2 separate regions of the Sparus aurata genome follow, and region 1 is linked to region 2. A link is a contact called in public Hi-C data. All regions are on one chromosome and are shown on one strand. The core of a region is the stretch at or near the end of the contact, and the rest is flanking DNA. Distances in the headings are between cores, read along the strand shown.

Region 1 (5,161 bases), core at 1,859-4,358, 150 kb before region 2:
TTTCCCATTCAGGACACAAGGTCATTAGATAATACACACAGGGACCTCAAGGCCACACAGTGGGGGCGGGATTGTTCAACAAAACCAGCCTCCTGCCCCTCTCTGTGCATACTTCTCAACGCCCCAGACTTTAATAGTCCCTGCAGGATGCATGTGCACATCCAGAGACAAACACATTCACATGCAAACCCACATAAAATCCCTTCGCACACGAGGTGCGTGTCTGCTTCTGTGGTTTGACAGTGGGAATCATGACATCATCGTGTCGCCCTCCCACTTCCCCATTCAGTCAGGGGGGAGTTATTTAGCCTTGTAAAGTGGGCCTGATGAATGCTGGGGGATTCGCTCCCTCTCCCCTTCTATTTTCTTTTTGTTCTATTGCAAGCACAACCAAACACATGGTTGTTGTCCGTAGATGCACACGAGACTGGCATGAGTTGGCAGAGACACAGTCCAGATCTGAGAGTTCACAGAAATGCTCTGCAATAAGAAGCTGCTGGATCAGAAAAGTAACAATATGGAGGTGTTGCCATGGGACAAAGCCTCCATAGCGATACTAAACATGGAAAGTTTTTAAAGATTTTCCGAATGAAGGAAAGAATGGAAACTGAGCACGTTCTGCCTGGATGGGGAACTTATTTCCACCTCATTTATGAAGATGTCAATTTTTAGCTTGTTGATATTAACTCATCGCGTTCTGAATCTAATATCCTCAAGTCTGCATGGCGGCACGAAAAAGCCAGGAGGAAGCGGGCAGAGAAACCCAGTGGGTGGCAGAGGAGGATGAAACATGGACAGAATCATTTTTCTCCTTCCACATGAACGCGTGTGTAATATCTAATTCTGCCTCTACTAGCCGAGTATAGCCAGTGACAGCATGTCTGTAACATAAAAGAGGAAGAAACTGGAGACAGAGGGTGAGACAGGCTGACAGAGTTGGAGACTGTTATTGTTTGGGAGAGATGGATAGGTCACCATAGAGACAGACCAGCCAAACCCTTTGACAAAAGGACAGAGTGAGCCAAGTTCCAGGTGGTCAGGTTTCAGCATGATGCGGTGTCACGTGCCAGAGCAGAGCGAATAAATCAACTTTTTATGTGTTGGAAAATTAGAACTTAAAACAAAGAGCTAGTTCTTCTGGTAAAACACTTCAACTGTGGTCTGAATACTGATTCGGTCTTCATGTTTAAAGACTGTGTGTTTATTGTACACATCTTAGGTATTACACAACACTTTAATTATTATTATTGGTTAGTTGTGAGGACTCGACTCATAAACGACGGTGGAGCAGGCTTTCCCTTAAGTAAAAGTGGCATTACTACAGTGTGAAATCCTCTGTTCTATGTAAGACTCCTGCATTTAAAATCATTCTTAAAGGTGCAATATGTATGAACTGGCCACCTGTCGAAGGTCACTCCAAACAAACAGGAGGCAGCATATCAGCAGGGTAACTGCCAATTACTGCTAACGTTAGCTGCCATTAGCCCAGTTAGCTGTGCAGTTAGGGAATGTATCAGGAGTCCAGGATGGGTCGGGCCGGATCTGTGCAACACAATAAATGGATTATTTTGCCGTAACTTTAAACCCCTTTTTCTACTGATTGTGTTGATAATATCTGTTATTTTTTAAATACATTTTGAACCACATTTCTTACACATTGAAACCTTTGAGTAAAAGTACAGAAGTCAATATATTTTAAGTACTAAAAGTAAAAGTGGTTATGTTGCGGAACAGCCCAAATCCCAATATTATGTATGACATCCCTAGATAACAATTGTCGGTGAATTAAAGTCTTCATCACATCAAGGGCACAGCTGGTAGAGGTGGAGGTTGGTAGTTTTTGCTAACTTTATGCTGCTGAGTAACTTAATGTACAATGATACATCATAATCTATTAGTTTATCTACATTTTTATTAATACTATCAGCAAAGTGACCAGTCAGTGAAGCTCTCAAGTAAATGTTGTACTAACAAAAAAGTATAATTTTTTCCTCCCAAGTCTGATGGAGTGATAGTTTAAGGTCGCATGAAATGGAAATACTTGAGAACAGTTGATTTACCTCAAAATTGTAAAATGTTAAATGTACTTAATTACTTTCCACCACTGCTCATGCATGCGCACTCTGCCGTCTGTCAAATTAAAGAGCCTCTCCCTGAAAGACAACCCGTGTCAGAGATCAGCACATCAGCAGAAACATGATCCTCGGCACAAAGACTGAAGCCTCGCAGCTCTTCGGGGAGAACAGCACAGTCACGGAGCGCAGGGCCAGGGTGACGGCAGCGCGCCGCCGGCCAGGTGCTGCGCCCGGAGAGCCACACCGACCGCCTGGCGTGCGTAACGTACGGCGACTCTAACCTCACCACTCCGAGAGGAGGGGGGGAACAATGCATTGCTGCGTTAGTAGGTTGTGTTGTCGCTGCGGGTCCAGGTTGCGTGCTGTCCCCTGTGCTGGCCACCTCCGGAGCCCTCACTGGATTAATTGAAATGAAGCCGCTCATTACGCAACAGCCAACCTGGTTACGCGTAAACGGCTAAAACTCACTTAGTAAAACAAGATGAGGAGCGTGAAAGTTTCATGAAAAAGTTACTGATTCTCATTCTAATGACGCAGAATTGTAAAGCTGACATGTAATCGTTAGTGTTATGATGCAGAGGGAGTAACAAGATTCTGCTGCTGCTGCACGGCGCATGCAATTTTGCTCAAGAGTGTGTTACCAGTTGGTGGAGGAGCGCGGGTTGAGGATGTCCTCCTTGGCCGTGAGCAGCGACAGGCTGTAGGTATCAAGGTTGACCGATCGCGTGCTCATGATGGCAAAAGTTTCCAGACCACTCCCGCAGCCTCTCTCTTCACTGGTCCCGACGGTGTCCGGGGTCGGAGTATCTGCCGGAGAAAAGCCACAGCGGAGCACCCAGTGGGTCGTTCACGGCCGAGCAAACAGCAGCGAAGGTGCGCGGGTTCACGCAATGTTGGATGGGCTTAAGGTCCGAAATTGGAGCGATCCGTGCGGGCGCCGCGCACTCACAGCGTGGAGGAGACTGCGGGACTGCACACTGGTCTTTGTGCAGCGGGGTAGAATAAGTTTTCACCAAAAAGCCCCACCTCCCGTTGAGAGAGTGGAAAGCATAATGACCTCACTCGCTGGGTCACTTGGAAGAAACGCAAGCCGCTCAGCAGCACGTACAGATCACGTCTCTTGCATCCTCCCTGGTCCTCTATAACTTCCCTGCTTTTTTTTTTCTTTTTTAATTTTTTTTTTTTTACTCATCTGACATTTTATACAGCAGACATGTTGCTGTGTTAAAGCACTGGAGTCATTGCACCACATCACCACTGTTTACATAATAGTCCTGGCAAGGGGGGATGATAGCTGAGGGTAAACAGCACAGAGCAATCCAATAAAATATTTATTTTGTAAGTCATTGTTATTGTTCTCATTAGTTGTGATGGATTGGATTTCACTTGAGCATAAACCAACAATAGGACTTGTTGGTGTGGTTCAGAGGGGCTACAGGGGCAGGGCGGCAGCGTTGGATCTGTCAGTCTCCTTTTGTATCTTTTCTGTCCTTGAATCGGCCCCCGTCGGCCCCTTGGCAGACTCCAGAGAAGCCATTTACAGTGCAAGCAATCTGAACGAGCCAAAGACGGGCCAATTTCATGGGAACTGAGTCTGAAGCAGGCAGCATGTTAGAGAAAAAAAAAAAAAAAAAAGAGCAGGGGAGGCTGTTTCAGTGTTTAAGAGCGGCTGGGGGTCTGTTCAATGGCTGCCCAGCAGTGACACACTGACCACACAGTCAAACACACACACACAAACGCTGCCATACACTGATGCATACAAGCTGTGAACTCCAGACAAACTCCCTCCAGAGGCACACACACACACGCACTGGTGTTTGACTGTGGGTCAGTGGCATGAGGGTTTAAGATCTTGGATTATGGGAACGCTCCTGAGCTCTGTAATTTACTTAGCAGCCATTCTTAGATAATCCAGGACAGATGTAGAGGGTAAAAATCACAGGTTTTTACCTCCTGATGTGTCAGAATCAGGTTGGACTCGACCTCATGAAATCTGATTTCAGATCACCTCTGCTACCATTTAGTGTAAAGTGCCATGCCATGCTTTTAACTACTACGATTTGACCGGGAACCAGTTTACAGTGATTAATCCTCTGGTGAATATTGGATTGACACAGTCCGCCGACGTAATCACTCGTGAGTGTAACTTCCTTTTGTGGCACAGGGAAAAGAGTTTCCATTTTAACTTTGTAATCCATTTCCTTGGGTAAATTTTGAACAGTCAGGGTTGCAACTATTTCTCAATATGCCATAGTCAGGAAATAATGAATAGGTCCATGCTGCAAATAATTTAAAGGAGACCTACTTCCTCCAGTGTGTTATTATGGTTCTTGTGCATGTAAAAGATCTTGAAAGTTAAAAAGATCAAAATCAGCGCCAACAGAAGCTCCTCTCTCCCACAGAGAACACCGCTCCTGAAACGTCTCGTCAGTACTCTCCCCTTTAATTCCGGGACTTTTTGATATAACACTATAAAAAAATAATTAAGAGCAGCTGCTCTGTTGTTGTTGTTGTTAGCGGCACTGGCTCAGGCATGTGCGTGCTGACCAACCAGAGGAGACTGGGCATTTGGGAGGAGGGGCCTTAAAGAGACGGGGGCTAAAACTGAGCGTTTCAGACAGAGGGGGAACACAATGATGCTGTGAACATTAAGGCACATAAACCTACTCTAATCGTAACGCAAAATGAAATTATGACCTTGAAAAAGACTGAATTTAAAGATGCCATCTGGCCTGATACATGCACATGTAAAGCCTGGCTGCCTCATTCTTTGTTTGGAAAAGTATACAGTTCTCCCCGAAGAGCCCACATCTGGTAAACCCTTACTGTGCGTTGTGTGAAAAAATGCTGCACTACTTGTATGAGTAAGCATGCAGCACAGTCTGACTCAACTGCTTTGGCCAAAGCTTACATGCCAGAGGGACAAGGGGCATGACATCCCCATGCCGCTATTATTCTTAAAACTTCCTGCTATTAGAGGCTCTTCTGCCCTTCCAGCCTCTCAGCCCTCCACTGTGGATGTGAGCTGCAGTGCTGTTATGCTCCACTTCAGAAGACTTTGGCATTTCCTCTGCTGGGGTGCGGTG
Region 2 (5,524 bases), core at 653-3,152:
ATTTATGAATGTAACTTTAAATGTAATTTTTATCTTACATATGACAGGTATGTATACATTATTGTATTTTAAATGGTAGAAAAAACATAATCTGAAATTAAAATACAGCACAGTGCTTCTATACATAACAATTTTCTGTGGCGACAATATTGCCAGTATAAAGGTTAAGGAGGAAGTAATTGTTCAAATAATCTATTGTTTAATGACAGAATAAAACAAGAAGAAGAAAGAAATAAGTCTCAAGTGTTTTTCAGCTGTCATTTTTTCCGTAAAGCCTCAGGACAGAAATATGGAAGTTTCCACAGAATGACCCTGTTGTGTGTCTGAAGTAAACTTAAACCCAAAGTAGTTCAAATAACCTCCAACTCAGACTGATGCTCACACATCCACGTCTCAATGATAGTATTCCAACAGTTTGAATAATACCTGTGTGTTTGTGTGATTCAGTTTAAGTGTATACTCCTGGTAGATACTTAAGTACTTCTACTTGCTAATAAATGGTTGTATTACTATGAGCAATCGCTACAAATGTTGAAGGATCAGGTGCCGCCACCACAACTGGACAAAAAGTGGAGATAAAGTAGCGTTTAACAGTCGCACCATGTCAGCAGTACCCGGATGGGTCAAGGCATGCATAACTCAAGACATCGCTGCCTACCGTTGGAGTTCTCTGCGATCAAGAACTGCTTCTGTTTGAAACATCTCTTTGTAGCGGTGCACGTTTTTTGGCGATCGCCCTGCTTTTCCGTCCAACGCACATCGCAGTCACCTTTCGCTTTCACAGAGAGACTTTCAACTGTGATCTCCTTAAATAACACCAGTGTTACTTTGCCAACCACAGGGTCCCCCTCCGAAAAAGTCCCTCGGTCATTCAGCAAGTCGTAAGTCATCTTAAAGCTTTGGACTGAAGGCATGTTCGCGGAGGATCGTAAACAAATGAAGGCTGTAACGGTGAAATGACCAGAGACAGCAAAGAGTCGGGACCTCCAAGCTGTATCTCGGTTATTAACCAAGATGGCAGTCCGTGGGTTGTAGGTCAGGACACGCCCTGAGAGTCTGATAAAAGCCCTCTTCTGCCATACACAGGAAGAGAGGGGGGCTCACAAGAAACACGGACCACTCGACCGCTCACTGAAGCCCCTCAAAAATGATGTTACGGAGCCCCCTGGAGGTCAATCACGGGAACACACAGTGACGAAGCAGTGCACACAGGTGGATTAATTGAGCACAGAGATAACCTGTGTGAGGACTTCCGATATGGCCTCTTCACAATAAAAGGACAGTTGAATTACAAAAAGAAAATACTGATCATAGTAGTGATATGATTTCCTTTTCAGGCGAATCATTCAACTTACGCAGCACAGCATATAGAGTATCAAGAATATTCCCTGCAAATAGAAAATAATCAGTAGTCAGTGTAGAGATAATAAGACATCCTGTAGTGACATACGTACATATCATGTGAGGATATACAAACCCGGAGTGTTTTGACGTGTAATTTCTTAAGAGTAAAAGTTTTATAATAAATACATTAAAACATATGAACCGCTGCTGTGAGTGGAATTGTTCTACTTTGTGGTCATACAGGTATTAACGTATTTTCTTCACACTAGATAGGCCATGGTTTAATTAAGCAGTGTCTTAGAATTTTAACAAACAGCCACAGACTTTATTTACCAGTGGCAAAATTGCCACTTCCAATTTTGAAATATTGTGTTCGTCTCTCACTTACCTGCTTGTGGGCATCAGTTCGATTGTAATGAAGGATCATGTTGGCTTTTGTACAACTCCTAAATGTACCGACATTTTTATATCTACAAGAGTGAATTATTATTAGTAAAACGGCTGGGTCTAATTACCTAATGCGCATGCGCACATGGAAATCGTCATGAAGAGGGACAGTTTCGCGCCGCGTCCCCCATGGAGACGAACGGAACCGGAATGTCCTAAGTCACAAAACTTTGTAAGTGCCCCAGTTGCTTTGCAACCTAGTTAGCCAACTTAACTCAAGCTTTCTTGAAAAACAAAACAAAAAAGTTTTTTTGTAAGTGTTGCTAATGTTACCCCTCAGAGGTTTCATTGAAAACTGGTCAAAAAACCTTTTGAAAATGTCGTGTTGGAATTGACTGGAATTATTATATATGGTGATTATAAAGTGTTTTAAAGGTCTGTGAACCCACCTGCTAATATAAGCTAGGAATGTGACATCACTTAACAAGCATGCAGGTGTGTCTGAACGTGTAAGGGGAAAATGTCAAAACTGACAAGGACTCCATTGTTAATAGATTAATACAGGGTAAACATTTACAGCGTGTCTAAAATGTACACTATGTTGTTATCCTTGGTTTTAGGCATACATATTGTGTTTACTTTGGACAAGTTTAAACAATGATGAATACCCAGATCATACAGAAAAGTCACAATTCATTGCAAAAAAGGACATGTAGATGGTGGGGACACCTCCCTATGCATACGTAATGTACAACTGGCCTCAGGAAGATCTTGGAACTAAAAATGTATAATTTTGACTGCGATATGGATTACCTTTAGTGGGAATTAACATTTTTGCATCACAAATGTAATTGTCACTAGAAAAAATATTGAAATGGCATTTCAGCTGTATACCTGAAATGTAATGTGACCATGCCATTAAGTAGTTGCACATATCAGAGCTTTTAGTAAATTCGGACTTCCGAGTTGTTATAACGACTTGGAAGTTGCTTTAAATGCTATTTACAAGTCAGCAACTCGTAATTATGATAACGCACACCTCTCAACCGCTCATGGGACCTCATCCCTTCAAGCTCATTGGAAAGTAAAAGTGCAGACTGCCATTGTTAGAGTCCACAAACTCAGTCCTCTGTTCACTGTCCGTGGTTAAAGTTTTAAATGCTGAAATTACCATCACAATGTTGTGTGTGTTAGTGCCTTCTAAAACACCTCATGTCACTTTCCGTTGTTTGCCCCTCTAAGGTTAATAACCTACTCTCAATCAGATGGTGTGCTGTCAACAGAAGGTGCCATGGAGACAGTTACCCTGCCAATGTGGTGAGTGCAATGTGCGAAGGAGGAAGGAAAAAAAAAAGTCAGGGACACGAGACAACAAAATGCGACAAATTTGAGAAAACAAAAGGACCAACAACAGAAGTATAAAGGGAGAAAAAGTAAGTTTGATATAAGAAGACACTGGAATGAACAGTTCTTTGCTTTAAAGATTGGACAGGTTAGTTCCTGTAGCTGTGTGCTGCTAAATGTGTTTCTGCTTTTTTTGTCTTTGATGTTGTGTTTGCTTGGCATGCAGAGCTACAAACCCAACATCAGTGGTCTGTACAATCTGCATTTAGGCCTATTATTTTATGGTAATATTTTGGTAATGAGACAAGTAAGATTACAGGTCTACACCTCACTGTTTCAGCTGACAAACAGAAATAACTTTTTTACCTGAAATTGTGTTTAGTTGTTTTGAAGGTTTTGTTGCCTAAAGAGATTGTGAATGCTTGTCCATTGTGAATTTGTCCTGTTAAAAGTTCAGTTTGAGACAGAAAGCATTCAAGCATGCTCTTTGTCCATCTAATATGGTAAGAATGCCTTTTCTGAAAGACTTCACTTGGGTGTTGTTTCCAGACTTCTCATGTTTTTGGTGGCAATTCTGATTGAAAGACCATTATATGTCATAAACTCCAGCAATCAGTGTAAGGTTTTTTTTCATTTTTTTCCTAATAATAGAAATTACTCTTCTGAAATTTGAATAGAATAGAAAGAATAGCCTCTGCCTGGACTGAATAGTATAAGAACCAAACCTGTGAAAGTGAAATGTTGGCCACAACATATGAAGAGATGCCACAAGAAAAATGTGTACAAAATGCTTTTGTAGAATCTGTAAGAGTGTGTAAAGTGTCCATTACACACCACGAATCTATTTGTGGTGTGTAATGGAAAATGTAATGGATTATTTTTTATTACAAAACAATCTTGTAGACTGTTCCCTGATACAGTATGTGGATATGCAGGTAGAAAATCTAGGCAACAGCTTGGTGCCAATCGGTTGTGAGCAGGAAACATATGAGTAAATGTGGCAGAAATATAAAAGTAATTAAAAGTAAGAAAAGTGAGCAAATCAAATCCTGCTTAGGGCCCTCATTAAGCTAAGGACAGCCCTGTGTGCTTTGAAACTCATCCACATAAAACAGAGATGAAACTGGCTGTTAGGCAGTGCCTGATAACATTTGTCCATTATGGACTGCGGAGGGCCATCTGTAGCATAATGGCAGATGTGGCTACATATCACAAATGGCCCTCATTAGTACAGAGCTGCTTGTTTTTTTCAAGTTTCTTTGTCTATCAACAAATAACTTCTATTGAACAGTCAAAATACATTTGAAAATGAAAATGTTGTGTTGAGCAGCATACTAGGCAAACATTTGCACTGTTATAAAAGACTTGTTCTTTTGTTATTGATCTATTAATGGCAAAGACTTAAATCACAGCCCTCAGTAGAAGCTCATTAATCTATGCCTTGTATGTGCTCCTAGCTGGATAGGTTGCATCCCTGCATTGGGAAAAACGGTGCCTTGGTCAAGTCCAGTCTTTATTAAGATTAATGAACAGCTTGACATTTTTAGTCCTCTGTCTGAATCAATAATTTTAATACTCATGAGGGCCAATGGGGATCTAAGCTTGCGGAACACACATTGTGGCCACAGGGCGCATGTTAAATGTCCAAGTGGTAATCAATGCAAAGAAATTAGCTATTGATCTCTTATAGTTTTGTAATAGGTTATCTATTGGTTTGCTCTTTCGGAAAATTCCAATATCAGTCGGATGGAATTGTGCTGGCAATATTGCTGTGGGGTATGTGTATGTCTGTGTATGCATGCACATACGCCCTGCCTCCATGTGGGTTTGCATGTGTGTGCAGGGTCACATTCTAATTAGCACAGAGGGCAGATTGTAAATAAACATGTTGAGGAGAATATTGGTGATCTGCATCAGATCCACAGTTCATTACAAATAAGGCTGGGAACTTTAGATTGGTTTTATGCAAGCTTAATGCTGGCTGGAGGACAGTATTTGTAAACAGCTGTTTTAGATAAAAATTGTCCACCATTTTTCATCACACTGTATGTGGGACCATATCTGTCATATACAAGTCATGTACCACTGCAACATCTCAAAACACTTATTGGTGTGTGTCATATAAATGCAGGTGATGAAATACTCTCTAGTTCCTAACCTATGAGGAAACTAATGTCTGTTGTTTAAAAATGTACCAAGCAAACTTTGTTTACCGATCTTATGTCACCTAAAGCAAATCCCTCTTCTCTGTCTGCACTCCCAGGACATACTGTGCAAACTGGATATGATGCTGCTTTGCTGGGGTAGTGGGGAGCTTGGGCAGACTGGACATGGAAGACCAGGGGACATTGGTCTAGAGGAGGCCCATCTGGGAGAGTTCAAAGCAGGACGACTAGGAAGGGTGAAGCTGCTTGCATGTGGATCCAGTCACTCCATTGTGATCACAGGT

Evidence for each region. A called contact is a pair of places that touch in the nucleus more often than the background predicts.
Region 1: a Hi-C map of skeletal muscle shows a contact between it and region 2, with 2.9 times the contacts expected there. The contact joins the promoter of LOC115582230 here to the promoter of LOC115581217 in region 2. A contact is called at or near these places in 2 of 2 Hi-C or Micro-C datasets (skeletal muscle and an unstated tissue).

Annotation. Positions count from the first base shown.
Region 1 is chr5:12,557,834-12,562,994 of fSpaAur1.1, reverse strand. It overlaps LOC115582230 (drebrin-like protein A), which reads right to left and starts at 3,108. Exons shown (of 16, transcript XM_030418050.1): 1 at 2,717-3,108. The coding sequence starts at 2,808.
Region 2 is chr5:12,404,709-12,410,232 of fSpaAur1.1, reverse strand. LOC115581217 (RCC1 domain-containing protein RUG3, mitochondrial-like) reads left to right here and starts at 1,902. Exons shown (of 15, transcript XM_030416122.1): 1 at 1,902-1,963; 2 at 2,974-3,048; 3 at 5,339-5,522. The coding sequence starts at 5,360. LOC115582421 (arrestin domain-containing protein 3-like) reads right to left here and starts at 1,124. Exons shown (of 6, transcript XM_030418393.1): 1 at 659-1,124. The coding sequence starts at 914.